Linked DNA regions of Drosophila melanogaster: region 1 is linked to region 2. The links are chromatin contacts, called in public Hi-C maps. All regions are on one chromosome and are shown on one strand. The core of a region is the stretch at or near the end of the contact, and the rest is flanking DNA. Distances in the headings are between cores, read along the strand shown. Region 1 holds the start of CycG (Cyclin G). Region 2 holds the start of fig (fos intronic gene).

Evidence for each region. A called contact is a pair of places that touch in the nucleus more often than the background predicts.
Region 1: a contact with region 2 is called in a Hi-C map of the S2 cell line, with 2.2 times the contacts expected there. A contact is called at or near these places in 1 of 107 Hi-C or Micro-C datasets (the S2 cell line) and 1 of 7 datasets of targeted methods (the Kc167 cell line).

The regions. Positions count from the first base shown.
Region 1 is chr3R:31,609,660-31,612,359 of dm6, forward strand. CycG (Cyclin G) reads right to left here and starts at 1,319. Exons shown (of 6, transcript NM_001276217.2): 1 at 1,222-1,319. Med (Medea) reads left to right here and starts at 1,387. Exons shown (of 9, transcript NM_170560.2): 1 at 1,387-2,085; 2 at 2,320-2,588; 3 at 2,675-2,700. The coding sequence starts at 2,022.
Region 2 is chr3R:29,779,061-29,781,760 of dm6, forward strand. fig (fos intronic gene) reads right to left here and starts at 1,392. Exons shown (of 1, transcript NM_143467.4): 1 at 213-1,392. The coding sequence starts at 1,296. The coding sequence ends at 352. All of the region lies in intron 1 of kay (kayak), which reads left to right.

The DNA of each region.
Region 1 (2,700 bases), core at 69-2,568, 1.8 Mb after region 2:
CTGCTGATTTTTTTTAGTTCTGCTTTAGCAAAGCTTTGTACGTTTGCACTTGGTCCTTTTCAATTTCTATTTTCTATTCCTAAGCAAACAAACACATTCAAACACTCGCGCTCGCAAAAACGGTACTTCTCCGCTTTGTTGTTTTTTTACGAATGAAGAATATTGTGAGCGACCAGTGTTACCAGTAGGCCTACAAGTTCCACAGATTTGGTGCGAACTGAAATTTGTACTATAAAATACCCTAAGCCAGCGGAAGCGATAGTCCCTCACTATCGATGTGTATGTTATTCGATTCTCTCTGTTAACTAACATTTCGCTGTAATGTTATCGAACCCTAATAAGCCCGCAATAATTCTTTTTTGATGTCGAACAATTTTGAACACCGAACTCAAATAAGCCCGCAATAATTCTTTTTGGTGTCGAACAATTTTCAACACCGTAAGCCTGATAGGGATTAAATAATAACTTTATGCTTCTGAATGCGGGATGTAGACAATTTTATGACAAGTGATTTAATTAGTTAGGGAATTAAAAAATATGAGGGCAACAAATCCTCGAAGTTAAATTGAGTTCCCAAATTACTATTACAAATGGAAGCTTCTGTTTTGGCAGGGAATCGCAAACTTCCCACACATAATTTCACAATCAATGTCATTGCCAAAATATAAACATATTTACATATGTACGCCGCAAATCGAAATTCCGTTCAGATAAGCGTTGAAATTACGCATTTTGATAAGATATTTTGAAGATGGAAACTACGCAGCAAACTGTTTTACAAAAGCCGGAGAAATGCATTTCCGGCGAAAAGGAAATTCGTTACTGTTGCCAAGTGAACATTTTCAAGAGAAGAGGGGAAGGGGGTGGTCTATTTCAGGCCCCACTACACACACATGCATATTTCTAGAAACAACCTGTCACACAAACGACTCATCAACGGCAATTTTTTATGAATGAATTTTAGCAATTAAAGCAATGGAAAGAAACTTTTCAATGGGAATGCGAAAACATCAATTAACTTGTTGCACAAGATGTTCAGCCTTCGATTTTCCCCAATCTCAACGATAAGAAACTTTCCTCAATTTCGTCACACACACACACACATGCGAATGGGAAAAAACGCGTGGCGATTGATTTTCGGCCTTTCAAAAAGTTCGTTTTACGCACTGAACAGCCCGCGAAATGAGTGTAAGTCGGTGTAACAAATCTCATGGCACTTACCCGGATGCCTCTGCGTTTTGATCAGTATCTGCTTTTCTTGCTTCTTATTTCCAAAAAATATAAACTTATTCTCAAATCAAATCTTCGAGAACTGACCAAACTAGGTGTTTGTAAAAATCCAAGGTAGGTATTTCGCGCTTTGCCCATCTGGCAACGCCCGCCCATGTTGTATCGCGAAACGGTCACTCTGCACAGCCGCAACAAAATAAAAAAGGAAAAAAAGGCAAATTGGCTGGAAAACTGGATTTCGTCGGGCGGAAAATTGTACTTTCGAGTTTCCCAAGCAGCCAATTAAGTGCAAACTATGAAATTCCACGAAAAACAGTAAAAGCCAGTCTCTACCAAGGATTTGAGCAGGAAACTTCTCGCTGGGCGTGTGTGTGTGCAGTGCGTGTGCCAGTGTGCGTAAAGAAGGAGGTGGAGAAGACGAAGGAGAGGAGAGTTTTCGCAGGGAAATTACGCCAACTTTGTGGGAGTTCAAGTCGAGTTAGTTCAGCGCGCGCGTGTGTGTGTGTATGCGTGTGTGCAACACCCCCCAAGCCCACTCACACAAAGCCATCCAGCCGCCGTTTGTTTTGTGCTCACATTCGCGTGCCGCCTTTGTTTGGCTTTTCTTTGGCCAGTGATTCTACGCCTTGTTTTTGCCCGCCGCCGGCTTCGATTACGCCTGCTCCAGCCACCGTACGATCCCCACTCCGCTCTCCGCCGCTCACGATCCCCATTCCGGATCCGGATCCAGCAACAACGCCGCCGTGGATGCCCATGCTCGCACTCTGGGCTCGCTCGCCCAGGACTTTGGCATGGGCGGCGGCTCGGGGGCGTGTCCGCCCGCCCACATGTACGGCGCCGTAGCCCCGCAGGACAGTAAGTGAAGTTCTCTAGAGGAGCAGCAGTCATAGTGAACTCCTTTTCGAGTTGTTATTCTAAAATCGATTTGTGGCCAAGTATTGTGGACAATCCTAAATCTTACCGTAGCATTATTATTTACTGTTGATAAACTTGAAACTCTTTGAAATTTAAAATGAAATTGGATTGAGCTGTACAGTATCCGTTGATCTACTAAAAAAACTCAGAGCTAATTACCCCCACCATCTGCAGTAATTGTCCGGGACATGGTGCAAATGCCGCCGCCGCCCTCGAACGCCCCCACATCGGCGGACGCCTGTCTGAGCATCGTCCACTCGCTGATGTGCCATCGGCAGGGCGGCGAAAGCGAGGGATTTGCCAAGCGAGCCATCGAGTCGCTGGTCAAAAAGCTCAAGGAGAAGCGCGACGAACTGGACTCCTTGATCACGGCCATCACCACGAACGGAGCCCATCCCAGCAAGTGCGTGACCATACAGCGCACCCTCGATGGTCGCTTGCAGGTAGGTTGAGTCTCTCAGACTTTCTGCATCGAATTTGATAATGTGTATAAGCAATGAACTTACCACTTTACCATTCTCTATCGAAGGTTGCTGGACGCAAGGGTTTTCCGCA
Region 2 (2,700 bases), core at 142-2,641:
ACGGAATTTCACAATAGCTGAATGCATAATAAGTTAATACTAGTGTTACCTGTTGTACGCCGTAATTAGCCGTTTAAATAGTTAATTTTTAATTATTTTGTTTAATATTACGATGATATCACGACTTCTGATTAGGGGGAATATTAAGGCTAAACTTAAAGGCAACACTGCGTATGCTTAATATGCTAATAAAAATGCCAAAATGAGAATTTGTCACTGGAGGTTTCTATAAATATGCCAGTTTATGTATGTATTTCAAAACCTATATCTGTATAAACAAAGTATATTTGGGTTTCTATCGCCAACTGCTGATGGACACGGACTAATATTTGCCGCAGACACCCGACATGACTAGGCATTTGGCACCTCGACGCTGGACAGGATTAGGGTGATGTCATCGGGTTTCCCGCCGCCGGAGTATGAAACATTGTGTTGCCTGGCCTTGATGGCGAATGGTGATTGGAAACTGGCATTCATGGACAGTTCCCTGGCCTTCTCCACCACCCGGCTGGCGCCCACAAGTAGATCGTGCTCTCCACGCTCCTTTAGGCCATTCAATATACTGAGCAACATGCTCTCGGGCATGTTATCGAACAAGCCATCGGTGGCCAGGAGCACCAGGTCACCGGGTAGTAGGGAGTGCCTCGTGGACACGGCCATTTCCGGCTTGTCGCAGTAGTAGCTCTCCTTCCGATCCTCCGGCGGCACTGTCAGCTGATAGGGCGTGTTGAAGTCGTGGGTTTGCTCCACTGAGCGGTGCAGCACCCGTCCATTTCGCACCACCAAGAAGCCGCTGTCCCCCAAATTGGCGGTGTACAGGGTGCAGTCCTTCCGATGCATCGTCGCCAGGCAGGCAGTGCTGCTACCCACAACAGGATGCTCCCGGTGGGACAACTCCTGGAAGCCGGCGATGAGCATGTTCCGGGGACTGCGTCCATCGAAATCCGATAGCTGCGTCTGCCCGGAACAGCAGCTCATCAGCTCCTTGGCGAAACGACCCGCATCCACGCCCAAGTCCCGCCAACCGCCCACGCCGTCGGCCACGCCCATCACCTCGGCCAGCGGCGTGGAGCTGACGAACCAGCTATCCTCGCCGAAACGCTGATTGGACCGCTCTCCCGGAAATCGCGGCTTCTTCGATCTTCCCTGCACCACCGTGACGAGATAGGGATCCCGCGAGGATTTACCGGATTGAGGCGGACGCTCGAAGCGGCCGGACAGTTGGGTGAACTGGTGGATCTGGTGGACCGAGAAGCGTTTCAGCAGGAGCGGCCAGTTTCTCAAACAGGTGATCATTTCTCTTCGCTCTTAGGCACTGGAATTTGAAAAAAACTAAGTTTTGGGAAATTTACTTCAACGAGTTGGGTTTGAATATTCACTTTACTTATGTATGAAAGTTCCAAAAATGTAACAGCTACAGTTAAACAGCCTGCTTACATGTATATTATATTTCAATAAATATTTTGCTATAGCCACCCATCGACTAGAATAATACCATGAAATCGTACACTTTCCACGTAATTGGAGCAAAAGGGCACTTTGTAGTTATAAAAATTATTAATCACAACGCAATTGCCAACTTGGGTTTCTGTTTACACCATAAACATTGGTTAATCGTAAGGCCCAGATACGAAAACCATACACTCTAGATGGGCTGGCACGGTCTGTTTTTCCTGGCATTTGTCATAGGTAGATTTGATTTCTTTGTTCAATCTTATCTGGATGGAGCCTACGACACTCTGGACTCCGAATGGAAATCGGAATCGAACCCCCATCATCACCGGAAGTTTTGATCACGCTACGGAACTGCAAATGTTATCGCCGTGGATTTTCTTATCGGCCCAAAGGAAAACAATACGCAATGATAACTTTATTTTAAACCCCTGATGTAAACGCCTTTCAGATACGGCGTCTTATCATGTTATACCCAAACGCATTCGTTGGAATCGCTCATTATTCATTATTTGATTTGTTTTTTTTTTTCTTCGTTCGTTGTGTTTGCCAAATTGTTAAATTGTCGGTAACTCTAAGGTCCGACTTCCTGTCCAATGCTCGATACGTGATTCTGGCCAGCAAGAGCTGATCAGACTACTCTATCAGCTCTAGCTTCCGAGCTGGAAGAGCTCGGAATTCGTATCTGAAACTGGAAGCGGAGACGTCAGAAGGTCTTATCACCTTAGTTCCTTTTTTTTTGTGACGTTATGAAAAAAAAAAATGCGAAAAGTATTTCCTGCAGCGGCTACTGTTCCGGAATATGTTTTATCGTGGTTAAAATGATATTACTAGCAACAATTATTGGACATTATGCTACCGAAATCGGGGTTTTACCCAGCATTCAAATTTGTTCTATCGCTAGTAGAGCTCTTTAAGCACAGGAAACTCAGACAAAAACAACACACGATTTTGTTTTCATTTCATGTGTAGAAATTTTCTGAATCACTAAGATTCAGGCCAGGCTTAACTTAAAGCGAATCTTGAATTGGAAACCGAGCTTCTGATTCATGGCGATAAGGGTTGCGTATCAAGCGAGGCTTTAGATTTCGTGGGTTCCTATAGATTTGGGTCATTTATGTAGTTCTTGGCCTGATCCTGCACACTAATTGACTGTGAATTTCGCTCTCTCGTTGCAGGTAAGTAGAGCAGAGACCACAGAGCTAAGTGGAGCCACAAATGTCCAGTGTCACATGACCCACATTTGGG